Linked DNA regions of Mus musculus: all the other regions are linked to region 3. Evidence: chromatin contacts called from public Hi-C and Micro-C data. All regions are on one chromosome and are shown on one strand. The core of a region is the stretch at or near the end of the contact, and the rest is flanking DNA. Distances in the headings are between cores, read along the strand shown. Region 1 holds the start of Tfdp2 (transcription factor Dp 2). Region 2 overlaps Rasa2 (RAS p21 protein activator 2). Region 3 holds the start of Atp1b3 (ATPase, Na+/K+ transporting, beta 3 polypeptide).

Region 1 (4,480 bases), core at 645-3,144, 170 kb after region 3:
GGCGAGGGAAGGGAATTACGGCCACAAAATAGTAATATGAATAACTAAAACTACTTTACTATGCCTGGAATTAAGGCAACAGAAGGGTTTACTAAGTCTCGGGACTTTCTTAACAAATGTTAAGTGCTGCATTCCTGACTCTGCAACCACATGCCAGCACTGGCTACTGACACCATATCTGCCATAACACTAAACTAGTTCCAAGGCACAAGATGTTCTAAAACTAACTCTGCCCAGAGCCAGTACACAAGCGTGACAGAACCTGGGGTCTGGCCGGCGCCTTTATCTCCTGATGCAATTTGAGAATGGACACTTACATGAATTCCAGCAATGGGATAGTGGTAAAGCCTTAGTAAATCGTAAGATAATCAGTGACTGGAAGAGGCAAGATGCAAAACAAACATTTTATACTCAACTTTGAATTCTGCCACAGTGGAAAAGAGGCTAATGACTTAAACCATACTGCCTAGTTACGATGACTTCAAACCATTAGGAGAACAGAAAACAAATGACCCAGAAAAATTCTAAGTCAAATGAAACACAGCAGCTGGCTCTGTAGAGGGGTGTTTTCTAACCTGTGGGTCATGACCCCTTTCTAAAGGGAGTCGTTCTTGCCTAAGACCATCGGAAAACCTAAATATTTACATTGCAATTCATAACAGTAGCAAAATTACAGTTATGAAGTAGCAACAAAATGCTTTTATGGTTGGGGTCAGGTCACAGCATTAGGAAGGTTGAGAACTGCTGGCCTAGAGGAGGCAGGATAAGGGGTTGGAGCCCCTTGAGATGAAAGGAGGAAAGACAGAAGTCGCCAAAGGCTCAAAGGTACTTTCAACGAATGCTATGGAAAAAGAATGCAAAGTAAACATTTTGCTAGGCCAGGCTACAAGCCTGGTAACGATTTCAGCCGAAAAGGTGAAACAACATGGGGTCCAGAGTCTCCTCCAGCATCCAGGGTTACGTTATGCATTTAGTAGAAGTGAGCTTTGTTTCAAGTGCATTCCGGAGATTAGCCCTTTTCTCTCTCCCAACACCCTCCCCGTCCTCGCATAGGCAGATGTGGCTCACAGATGAACAAACTGAGCCCACACAAAGCACCGGAACACGGGCGAGTGAGTGTCCACGCACTTCACTGTGCCACCTCTCGGCGGAGCCCACAGTCACTTTCCCGCTGCTCTGTGCACAGCAACCAGGGCCTTGTGCAGAATTCCTCCCAGAACTTGGGCCGAGAAAGTAACCTCTACTTGAAAGGAAAAGTTCTCTTGGGGGAACCTGGGGGTCTTCCAGGTAGGGAGAGCTTTGGAACTCTGCAAAAGCACCCCGCAGAAACAGACTGGAGGATGGTGGATCACGAAGGGAGGAGGGAAAGTCAGAAGATCTGAGTGAGAAGCCCAAGTCAGCCCTTGCCCTTCCTGATCCCGGGTGATGGCGAGCCCGCGGGCTCCGGAGCCTCATCAGGTATTCCAGGGTTGCTTGGCCCCGCTGCAGAGAAATCCTGAGGACAAGCTGAGACTCCCGGGACAGGGCAGGGGAGAGCCGGCCGGCGGGGGGCCACGCCCGGTCCAAAGGCCCCTGGCGCGCAGGCCCGCGCCCTTTCCGGGACCTTACCGCAGCTTGGTGCAGAGGGGCCGCCGCCGGTCCACACAGCCCTCGGCCCACTCCCGGGGAGACGCTTCTTCGCGAGCCGCCGCTCCTCAGGCAGAGCCAGGTCCGCTCGGAGCAAGCTCCCGGCCGCGCAGCCGCGGTCTTCGCGCGCGTCGGAAGCCTGCAGTGCAGGAAGGGTCAAGGCGCGCCCCGCGTGCCAGGCAGCGACGGCCGCACAGCCCAGCGCGCCCGACGCCGTCCGCCCTCAGCGACACGGCCGCGGCGGCGCCGCTTCCCCCGCGCTCGCTTTGGCGGCGGAGCAGCACGGTGAGCGCCGATTGGCCCTCGGCTGGCATGACGCGCGCCGACGCTCTCCACGGATTGGCCGGGCCGCAGTGCGTGTAGGGAGTAAACAAAACCCGCCCCCAGGCTCGCCCCCAGGGCCAGAGGCGGAGGTGGGCGGCGGGCTTGCGGGAGCCTGCCCTGGTCTTTTGACCTCCAAAGCCACTCTCCGCTAGGGGCCGCCCTGAGGCTCTGCCTGCCGCTGGACCCCTGCCACCTAGAGGGCAGCCAGGCTCGCCCTTCCCCCTCCACCACATCAGCCCCTCTCCTCACCTCCACCCACCACCTCGCTTCTCTCAGCTCTAAAGTATGGTTCTCTTTTCCATCCCATCTCTCGGAAAGAAACCGGAACTAGGTCCTTACATCTGGACCATAGACCTCTGATGGGCCACTGCTCCAGGAACACTCGGAAGGCAGAGGGATAAGTGACCCTGAGGCCACACGTGGACCACTGTGGAGGTTGGTCATGCTTCAATTCCTGGGAAAGTGTAGCAATAAATTAAGGCCAGATGCCTTAATTTCGAAGTTGAACCGAAAAAGTTGGAGGCACACACTCTCAAATACCCAGTCATTTATTAAGAAATTCAGGTTGGCTTAGTGGCTCATGTCTTTAACCCCAGCACTCCTGAGGCAGACACTAGCATATCTCTTTAAGTCTAAGGCCAGCCTAGTCAACACAGTGAGTTCTGAGCCAGCCAGGGCTAGACACTTTGACCCTGCCCCCACCCCTCCAAAAAAAGGTGTTTCCCCCTTTCAAGTGCATGGATCCTGTATGAACTGTAGCTAATGTGGACGTTTGGAAGTAAGATAAGAAAATCCGACTTTAAAATACTTTGATCTTTTTCATTTTAATTTCCTCATAGCTCTATGAGCCAAATACTATTTATGATGCTAGGGCTGTGTGTACAAAAGAGACAAAAATTCTTGGCATAATTGAGCTTATGTTCCAGTGAGGTAGGAAAGATGCTTCTTAAAGTTCTTTAAAAAAAAATTCAGTGGTGTGATAAGGGAAACAACTCTGAGAGGGGGCTATTGATGTAAATACCAGCCCCAGAGTGTCAGCTCATGGTCTGGGTGGCAGAGTCGGGAGTTTAGACCAACTGAGTCTACATGAGATCCTTTCTCAAAAACATTAGATAGATAGATAGATAGATAGATAGATAGATAGATAGATAACAGTGAGATCCTTTCTCAAAAAATGATGATGTACATAGGTAGAAACTAAGGCAAGCAGACAGAAAAAATGCATAATGAGGTGAGGAAGCCAAGAGCAAACACCCTTGGCTTTCTCTTTGGAAGATTTGGAGACTATTTCTAGACAATTGTTATGGGTAAAATCCCAAAATTCCAAACATACAGTAATCCAAAAGTCTCAACTGAATGATTGCCTTTTGCACTGACAAGTGAATGTGGATTTATTTAATTTCCGCAGGAAACGTTGTTAAGGTATTGTGTTAAGCTTATTTAATAAATACTTAGCATGCTAGGTAATCGTGGTGAGCACCGTTAGTCCCAGCACTTGGGAAGCAGAGGTAGGTAGACCTCTGAGTTTCAGGCCAACCTAGCCTACAAAGTGGGTTCCAGGACAGCCAAGGATACACAGAGAAGCCCTGTCTCAAAACAAACAAACAAACAAACAAATTAGCAATCCTAGCATTAAGGATAAAAAGTCAGCATGACAGAAATAAGTCTTTACTTCAATCCAGTAGTGAAAAATTATGAAGCCCCTCAACATGTGTAGCCACAAGAGAGGCTGGCACATTAAATGTTTGGGTTAATGTGGAGAAAGGAATGCCCAAAATCTCATTACTTGTCAACTAAACACTACATGCCCATGCTAGAATGGGGTGGGGGTGGGGATATAAAAGTGTAGAGATCAAAGGACAACTTGCAGGAATTGATGCTTGTCTTCTACTGTGTGGGTCTTGAGGATTAACATAATGTTTTCAGGTTTGGAAACAAACGGCTTTACCCTCTGATTCATCTTACCATATTCCCTTAATTTCTTTCTAAAATGAAAACTTGAAGACAAAATTTCATTTGAACCAGTCACAGTGGTCCATGCCTTTAGTCCCAGCACTTGGGAGGCAGAGGCATGTAGATCTCTGTGAGGTTCAGGCCAGCCTGGTCTACATATTGAATAGGCAAGTCAGTGCTACATAAGGAATCATGTCTCAAAAAGTCAAAAAACAAAACAAAACAAAACAAAACAAAAACACAAAGAAAAAACAACCAAGATAAAACAAAATAAACCAAAAACCAACAAAAGAAGAACTAAACCCTAAGGTGAGCAATATGAAGTTACTATATAGCTTGGTATGCTCTTGTGAGAGTTAGCATGAGATATGCAGCGCACACAGTGTTCAGTAAGTAAGCCAGTTATCACTCTTTAGCATTGCCTTTGAAAGAGATCACTTAAAAGTCCACATTCCACAATATCTTCCAAGGCCCCAAAGTAAAATACACAGTGGAAGGTTTCAAATTTTCCATACCCTGGTTTGATCTAGCTGTGAATTTCCATGACCTCAGGACCGTGTGCTGCAGAAGGCGAGAG
Region 2 (4,143 bases), core at 568-3,067, 180 kb before region 3:
AAGAAGGCTCTTTCAACAAGAAAAATGTAAGTTGCATAAATATTGAAGCATTTTAAGTCATCAGGTGTACGTAATTTTGGTATCTACCATTCAGGTCTCTCAATAATGTCCCAAGTTAGGCCACTCAGCTGGTGCAGGACCCTCCAGTCCCCAGGATGACATCTCTGTTCCTTAGCATCTCCTCACTAACTTGTGGTTCCCCCAGGTTCTCCTGCATCTGAAATTACCTTTTTGTTCTTATGCAGACAGTGGCCTCCTCTGCACTTGTATGGCATCTGCAGTCTGTATTGTTCTGCTTAGCCCCATTGGCTAAGATGATCTTTGGTACTGACCTGCTTACTGCACCAATTCATTCCGACACATTAGCAGACATTTCTTAGCCAAGCAATCCAGGTCTCCTAAGTGCTTTTTCTTTTTGTATAGTATATGTTGTTTTTAAGGTTTCTCTAACTTTTTATTTTAATTTGCAATAAAGATGTTCCAAGTGATACATACAGAGAAAACGCTGTACATCCAAGCAAACAACTGTGTGGAAGCCAATGAGTGGATAGATGTCCTGTGCAGGGTGAGCAGATGCAACCACAACAGGCTCAGCTCTTTCCACCCCTCAGCGTATCTCAACGGAAACTGGCTCTGCTGCCAGGAGACGAGTGAAAGCACACCAGGCTGCAAGCCGTGCACCGCGTGAGTAACTCATGACTGCATGCGGGCGTGGGTGTGAGAGCATGACAGACGCTATGTAGAAGTAGCTGGACAGAGGCCGCACGGTGCTGAAGACATTTCTATAAACCGTGTCTAGAAAGGCTTGGGTTGTTGCCCAGTGGTAGAGTGTCTCTCTCACCTGACACACACAGGGGCTTTGGTTTAATTCTAGTACCACAAAAATTAAAATACAGAGAGTAAGTAAATTTCTATAGACACAACTGTAAGTTAGTGGTGCCCAGGGGCTAGATTGATGCATTGTTCGGTGAACAACTATAGGTTATATATATGTTTATTGGGACTGGGGAGCAGTTAGTGCTTGTTGTTCTTGTAGAAAGAAGACTCAAGTTTAGTTCCAAAACCCATGTGACACCAGCTCCAGAGCACAGATCAGATACCGTCTTCTAGCCTCTGCAGAGGCATGTATAGGCACGCACGCATGCGCACACACACACACAGATATACACATATACATTAAAAATATTTTTTATGATTTTACTTCAAAATCTTTTTCAAGACTTGAGTCCTTAACAACCAGACCTTGTGATCCTGTTGAAGTATCTCGGAAACTAATTTCTGAAGCCGCTTTTAGAAAATTCTAATTCTAGTTTTAGTCTTGATTCATTTCTAATGTTAACAAAGAATTTTTCCAATGTCTTTAATTTTCTTCTTATCATAGAGGCATCCCTGCAGACATCCAGATAGATATCGATGAAGACAGAGAAACAGAAAGAATTTATTCTATTTTTACCCTCAGTTTACTTAAGCTGCAGAAAATGGAAGGTAAACAAAATGAAACCATTAGTTTTCATTATTAATTTCTAGGTTATTTCTTTGACTTTTTAAAAAGTTAAAAATATTTATAGATTTCCTGTTACTGATAGTGAAGTTTACAAACCCTCAAAGGAGGCATTAATCTTTATCTATTCATGAAATTAAATAATTATTCTTTGTAAATGTGATTGTTCAGTAAATTGTTATAATACAGTCACCTGTGCTCTTGTCAAAGAAACTCACTTAAAAACTTCAAAGTTTTTTAAATTACACTACAGATTACACTTGTGGAATTTAGTTTTCTGATCAGAGATTTCACTGTTCCTTACAGAGACCTGTGGGTCTATAGCTGTGTATCAGGGGCCACAGAAAGAACCTGGTTATTCTAAGTTCACCATTGAGGATTCTGTTGCAACCTTTAAGACAATTCAGCAAATCAAAAGCACCATAGAGAAGCTCGATGAACCTCATGAGAAATACAGAAAGAAAAGATCGAGTAGTGCAAAATACGGAAGCAAGTAAGTCTCCTGGGCTCTGCTCCCGCCTATCAGGGCCCGCGCGTGCGCGTGCGCGTGCGCGTGCGTGCCTCCCCCACTCCCTCTCCTGGTCGGCCGCCGCAGGCCAGCCATCCTTTCTGTCAGTGCTGAGCGTCATCACTGCTTTGAATGTCGTGGTCAGTTGTAATTCACTCTGAATAATTCATAGCTTTTTCTTTTTGTTGTCTCCTTTATATTTCTCACAATATGTTATATTTATAATAAATACTAAAAAAAAAAAAAAAAAGTAAGCCATAACAGTGCATAGAAGCATTTGAAGGTTGGTTTCAAGTGCTACATCTCAGATGAAGAGAATGCGCTGGCTAAGGACAGCAGCAGCTGGCATGCCGTGGGACGTGTTCCTCTCAGGACACCGGCAGCTGGATTCCTCCCAGGAGCCGTAGCAGACTCGAGGGAGGTTTTCAGTCTCCACAGTGAAGACCAAGCTAATCCAGTGGGTTAGTGCATCACTGAGCACTGTCACTGAGATGCGGTCATTGTCACTGGGATCATCTAAATCTCGCCTTTCTTCTTCTCACCATCAGAGGAGCCACAGTAGCTCAGAGCCCCATTGTCTTCTTTAAGATAATGTTTACAGGGAGAAAAAGAAAAGACTCTTTCCTCCCTAGTGTGAGGAAAGAAATGTGTCAGCTGTAACCCTCCAGCACTCTCTGACACGCAGCACTCAGTGTGACCAGGGACCTGCTGGCAGTACAGTAGATGGACTGGCAAACAACAGTGTCCTTCACGGTGTCTGCTGGCAATGCAGTGTCTGCTCCTGTCATTGATGCTCATACAGCCTAGCATGGTTTCATTCCTACTTTACAGGTAGAAAATTAAAATGCACAAAGATAGTGTTAGTGTGAGGACTCCAAGTCCTTGCTACACTATTTTAAATAGTCTTATGTTGGTCGGTACTTTTATATTTCTGAATAAGAAAAATCAATTTTGTGGATATAAATACATTCTTCCTTGGTAGAAAGCTTGGCACATTATGAAGGTTGTATTGTAAACATCTTAATTCTGTATTTTCTTCTTTAGTATAATTGAGTATCTTCCAACAAAAGTTAATCTAGTTTTCCTGAAGTCCTTTGAAGTTCCTAGCCAAGGCTTGGCCATTCTTAAATTGTACCTTATAATCCATGCATACCATACCCTGATCAACTTTGATTTTCTCTATTAAAAAATACAAACTCAGGGCTAGAGAGATGGCTCAGCAGTTAAGAGCACTGACTGTTCTTCCAGGGGTTCTGAGTTCAATTCCCAGCAACCACATGGTGGCTCACACCCATCTGTAATTGGGATCCAATGCCCTCTTCTGGTGTGTCTGAAGAGAACAACAGTGTACTCATATAAAATAAATAAATCTTTTAAAAAAAAAAAAGCACTCAGCTGCTGATGGCACTGTTGCCCACTACCCCTGCAGTGTTCTTCACACACATTTTCTTTCTTTCTTGGGGGAGGGCGGGCTTGGGCTGGGAAAGTAGCTTGGTATTAGTGTGCTTGCCTGGGAGCCCAGGGAGGGCAGGCAGGCATCAGTGAACAGCAAACCCCCTCTTACACTTCCTGTACCATCATGTGAGCTGTGTGCATGCTGTGTCTGATTTGTTCAGTGCTGTACCATTAGCTTCTAGAATAGAACTTGAAATATAGTAAGTGATCAATAAGACTTGTCAGATTAATAAAACAAGACTCAGCATGAGCAGTCAAGGAAAATTAAAAGTGTTCAGTGGGTTCTGTGTATGTCACATTGCTAATTTGTGTATTTCTTTTATTGTTTTGTAGGGAAAATCCAATTGTTGGAAAAATATCATAGTTTGACCAACTGATGGAGAACTGGAAAATACTCTTTTTCATCAAGTTTTTCAGTTCACCCCGTTTTGTTCATAGTATGTAAGAATGGACATCGGCTTTGATGATACATGCTGTCTGTCATAATGTATAATATTTAATGATTGAAATTAACTGTTTGGGGATCCTGATGCTGATGTGTGTATTACTAAAGAATTTGAAACCCAAGATTTCCTCCATAGCCATGCATCCAGCCCCGTGTCCCTGCAGCTTCCTTCTGATGGGAAGGGTCTTCCTGAGGACCCAAGCAGCTCCGTAACAAGGGAGCACTTGACAGCAA
Region 3 (4,134 bases), core at 1,252-3,751:
ATAATGAGCTAAAGTTGAATTTTACCTTCCATCCATAATTAATCAATCATAAAAACAAAATGAAAATAAGGAGCTGGCTCAGCAGTTAAGAGCACTTGCTGCTCTTCCAGAACCCACGTTCAATTCCCACTGCTTAAATGACAGCTCACAACTGTAACTCCAATTCCAGGAGATGCCCTCTTCTGTCCCCCATGGGCACTGTACACGTGTTACACAGACAGTGCAGGGAAAACATCTACACATATATAAAAAAAAAGGGGGGGGGGAATTAACAATACAAGATGTTCATCTCTCAAATTCAAATTTATGTATCTTGCTTTTTTATCTTGGTAAAGCAATTTCTCTTGTAAAGCTACCTACAAGGAATATAACTGACCAAATTTGATATTCCATCTGCTCATATTTGGCAGGCTAATATCCCAAGATAATCAGTGTTTACTCTTCCAGGCCATGCTCAATTATCTCGGAACACAGAAACAAAGAGGTCCCATATTGTTCGAGTATAGTATTTTTGCCAAATTGAAATCCGTTGAAACTGACTGCCATACTGACTAAACTAGCCATGAGTTTTCAAAGTGTTTACTGAATTATATTTGTATTTAAACCCTTATTTAGAAAAACCACAGAACACTAAGTATAAAAGCTGTATTTATGGCTATTAAAAACACAGAGACTGAAACTCTCAGCTGGCCACTAACATCTTTGAAATGTCATTTCATAACATTGTTTTCTATGTATTAGGTAATTATTTCTTAAAGCATGCTTGTTATACATGCACACACACAAAATAAGCAGATATATTTTTATATTTTATCCCAGATAGATGATGTATCTTTCATCGGTTTGCATATATAAAAAGCTCATAGTTAATCCTATCAGTATTCTAGCTACCCTAGTGTGCAGTTCAGGTTTTGAGGTAAAATTATTTCCATTCCTTAGCTTTTAGCCTTACCTATAATCTAGAGAAGCATTCTAGGCTTCTTGTGTAATATTTTGGTATTTCTAAAATCAGCTTCATGTCAAACTCTACAAATTGCTTCTGAAAATTTTTTTGGTGTTATTAGACCAAAAAAGTAACCGGAGGCAGAGAGAGGTGAGTGCAGGCCTTTAAGTCACAGCACTCCAGAGGCAGAGGCAGCACTCTGTGATCTGGAAACTAGCCTGGTCTGCAGAGTGAGTTCCAAGGCAGCCAGGGCAACACAGAGAAACCCTGTCTTGGAAAACAAACAAATAACTGGAGGGCGGAGGATGTAGTTCAGTTGGTGACATGCTTGTCATGTGCATGGTCCTTGGTTCCCTCCTCTCCCAATAACCCTAACCCCAGAAAAACAACAGTTGAAAACAAACAAAAATCCCCTGTAAATCAGGCATGGTAGCACATGCCTGTGATCTCAGTACCCAGGAAGTCGAGGCAGGAGGACAAGAGTGTGGGATACACAATGTCAAGTCAGCTGAAGCTACACAGCAAGATTCTGTCACAAACAAAACCAAACTGGATTTTGGATAGTCATAAACGTATGGGTGGGCGTGGTTAATGAAATTATTGCAAACAAAATGGGATTGCATTTATTCATTCATTATTGCTATTTAACAGAGGTTATTTAACATCTCTTTTCCGGAAACAAAAACAAAAAATCAAAATAACCTCACCTTCTGTTCAAACTTCCATTTTGAGTCTTTTAAAATCCCATTTATGGTGTTTCAGAATTTCAGAATGCAGCCTGAATTCCTGGCTCCGCCTAGGCGTAGCGGCCACCAGTGGCAAAGAAAACACCAGCCGAGTGGTTCAGGCATCTATCCCTAACTCTAACAACCTTAACCTTGTACTCCATCAAGTATTGTAGTTAACAATTGGAGTGACCGAGCCAGAAAAGAAAAAAAAAAAAAAAAGCAAGGCTTTAGTGAGCGGAAATCTTGGGAAAATATTTATATTGATTTCATTGATATGCTCGACTGAATCTGGAGAAAAAGTATACTGTACTCCATTTGGTTAACGATAGCATATTTAGAATAAAACTGCCATGACCCTCAGGCAACCCAAAAGCAGCTAGTCCACACTAGACGCTACAAACGCTGCCCGAGGCCCTGCAGCAGGTGCCGTTTAAAGACGTCACAGAGCCCCAAGGAGAACGCGCCACGGCGTATTGCAGAAGGCTCCGGGGCCAAGTATGTGCTCCAGGCTTTGACCACTAAGTCTCAGGCTGGGCTTCCACTAAGCCCAGCCACGGCCTGGGCTTCCAGTGGAGAGCGCTGTAGCCTCCTACGCCCACCTTCCTCGGGCCACCACCCTGCCGGTCAGTGTGCCCGGCAGACTTCCGCCCGCAGCCCCGCCGCGCTGGCTTCCTCGCACCTGGGCGGGGGCTACAGGGGCAAGTAGCCCGGCTGGGGCGTGGCTTGGCTGGGGGCGTGGCTCTGGCGTCAAGGGCGGACCTTGGAGATGTGGGCGTGGCGTGTTGTCGGGGGCGGGGTCATCCGGGCGGCTCTGGGCCTTTGGGCCGCGCCCAGCCGGGCGGGAGGCAGCGGCCGCGGTGCGCGCCAGCGGCGCGGGGATTGGCTGCGGCGGGCGGAGACGTCAGGCTCCCGGGGCCCCTGCGGCCGCCCGGCGCGGCGCGGCGCAGTCGGCTCTAGTGGTCTCGTAACGAAGAGTTGTTCCCGGCCGTGCCGTCCTCCGCTGTTGTCGCTGGGCTGCGCCGCCGCCGTCGCCAGGACGCGCCGCCGAGCCCCTCGTCGCCTCCAGCCCCGCGGCCTCCGTTCACCTCGACTTCCACACGCCCATCATGACGAAGACTGAGAAGAAATCCTTCCACCAGAGCCTGGCCGAGTGGAAGCTGTTCATCTACAACCCGAGCAGCGGAGAGTTTCTGGGGCGCACCTCCAAGAGCTGGGGTGAGCGCGCGGCGGGGCGGGCGGCGCGGCGGACGGCCCCATTCATTGCGGGCGGCCCGGCGGTCCGGCTCCGAGGCTGGGCGGCCGCTTGGCCAGCCCGAGCGGGGCACACGTGCTGCCGGTTCCCGCCGCGAGCGGCGCCGGAAGCGGGACCGGCCGGCCGGGCCGGGCCTCCTTTGTAGGGCGCGCGCCCTGGAGGCGCGGGCCGCGCGGACTGGGGAAGCCGGACCTGCCCCTCGCCTGCCTGGGGAGAGGAAATTTCCACTGCCCGCTATCTTGTGACTCGGCGGCGCTGCCACCCAGACGGCCGGGACAGTGCGGGCGAGCTCCGGGCGTGTGTGGGTTGCAGGGACGTGTGACGGGGAGTTAATCACTGGGGCACATTGTCCGCGAAAAAGCACTTGAATTCCGACTGAGAAAGGCCGGCTCCGAGAGGGCTTCTTCCTCCTCCTCCTTCTCCTCCTCCTCGGAGATCACAGCGCTTTTCTGCCTTGCAGATTTTGCTTTGGGGAAAGACGGTCCTATTAAACACCCCCTCCTCCCGTACCTTCAAAACATCCGAGTGGTGGTTGAATGTTAACAGATTTTCTCTGTGCGAACTCATTGTTTTAAAACGAAATAGTGAATCCGAGTTGATCGGTCTTCTGGGTTTTGTGCTGCTTTTAAGGTGAGGGGTCAAAAAAAATGTTAGTGAAGGTGGACAAGTGTATTCCATTTATTGCCTTTCTATTTAGACAATTTTACCTTTTTGAAATCCTTTTTTAAGAGTATTTTGTTAATGGGTAAGGACAGATTTTTTTTTTTCCATTCTGAGTAAGAATGGATTTTTAGAGCTGAGAGCCGTTGGGGCATGGCATTTTTAAGAGAAGCATTGAAGACCATAAGTGAGATATGGCTCACAAAATGACTTGTTCACTGAAGTGAGCTCCTCTAGGGTGCAAGGCTCTTTGACACTCTATCACAAGCTGAAAGGAGCCATGGAAGGTTTGGGGGGTTTTGTTTTGTTTTCTTAAATTCCAACCTCTAGTTCAGAAATGAAACCCAGAGGTTGTGATTCTTTGTAAAATTACATATTCCATGGGGCCAAGAAAAGAGCCCAGTCTCCTTTAATCCCAGTCCAGTGGTTGTATTATTTTACGTATGCCTTGCCTGACTGCCCAGTAATCATGCACAATTTTTATTTAAATTGCTGTCTTTTCTTGAGAGCTCTGTATGTGCTCAAGAAATAAATCTTCCACCGCGGTTAAA

What was found. A called contact is a pair of places that touch in the nucleus more often than the background predicts.
Region 1: a Micro-C map of embryonic stem cells shows a contact between it and region 3, with 4 times the contacts expected there. The contact joins the promoter of Tfdp2 here to the promoter of Atp1b3 in region 3. A contact is called at or near these places in 7 of 39 promoter capture datasets (the C10 cell line, cranial neural crest, frontonasal cranial neural crest and 4 more), 3 of 484 Hi-C or Micro-C datasets (embryonic stem cells and muscle stem cells) and 2 of 115 datasets of contacts at active chromatin or transcription factors (effector CD8 T cells and memory CD8 T cells).
Region 2: a contact with region 3 is called in a Hi-C map of microglia, with 3 times the contacts expected there. The contact joins the enhancer-like site here to the promoter of Atp1b3 in region 3. A contact is called at or near these places in 14 of 39 promoter capture datasets (the 3T3-L1 cell line, 3T3-L1-derived adipocytes, the C10 cell line and 10 more), 1 of 15 datasets of contacts at CTCF or cohesin (the NIH/3T3 cell line), 32 of 484 Hi-C or Micro-C datasets (the AML12 cell line, the N1E-115 cell line, Sertoli cells and 20 more), 20 of 115 datasets of contacts at active chromatin or transcription factors (the 230-238 cell line, bone marrow-derived macrophages, craniofacial prominence and 12 more) and 4 of 9 other capture datasets (adipose tissue, liver, macrophages and 1 more).

Annotation. Positions count from the first base shown.
Region 1 is chr9:96,193,689-96,198,168 of GRCm38.p6, reverse strand. Tfdp2 (transcription factor Dp 2) reads right to left here and starts at 1,894. Exons shown (of 13, transcript NM_001184706.1): 1 at 1,609-1,894.
Region 2 is chr9:96,542,130-96,546,272 of GRCm38.p6, reverse strand. Rasa2 (RAS p21 protein activator 2) reads left to right here. Exons shown (of 24, transcript NM_053268.2): 20 at 1-26; 21 at 476-684; 22 at 1,382-1,485; 23 at 1,808-1,994; 24 at 3,798-4,143. The coding sequence ends at 3,828. Among named protein-coding and RNA genes, the nearest start is that of Gm28729, 19 kb to the right of the region's middle. Within about 2 kb of position 1,817, at least 67 of the 459 cell types and tissues checked have an H3K27ac peak or open chromatin away from gene starts, as enhancers often do. A contact at or near this core is called in adipose tissue, bone marrow-derived macrophages, cerebellar granule neurons and 8 more, where this site is marked.
Region 3 is chr9:96,362,798-96,366,931 of GRCm38.p6, reverse strand. It overlaps Atp1b3 (ATPase, Na+/K+ transporting, beta 3 polypeptide), which reads left to right and starts at 2,501. Exons shown (of 7, transcript NM_007502.5): 1 at 2,501-2,886. The coding sequence starts at 2,778.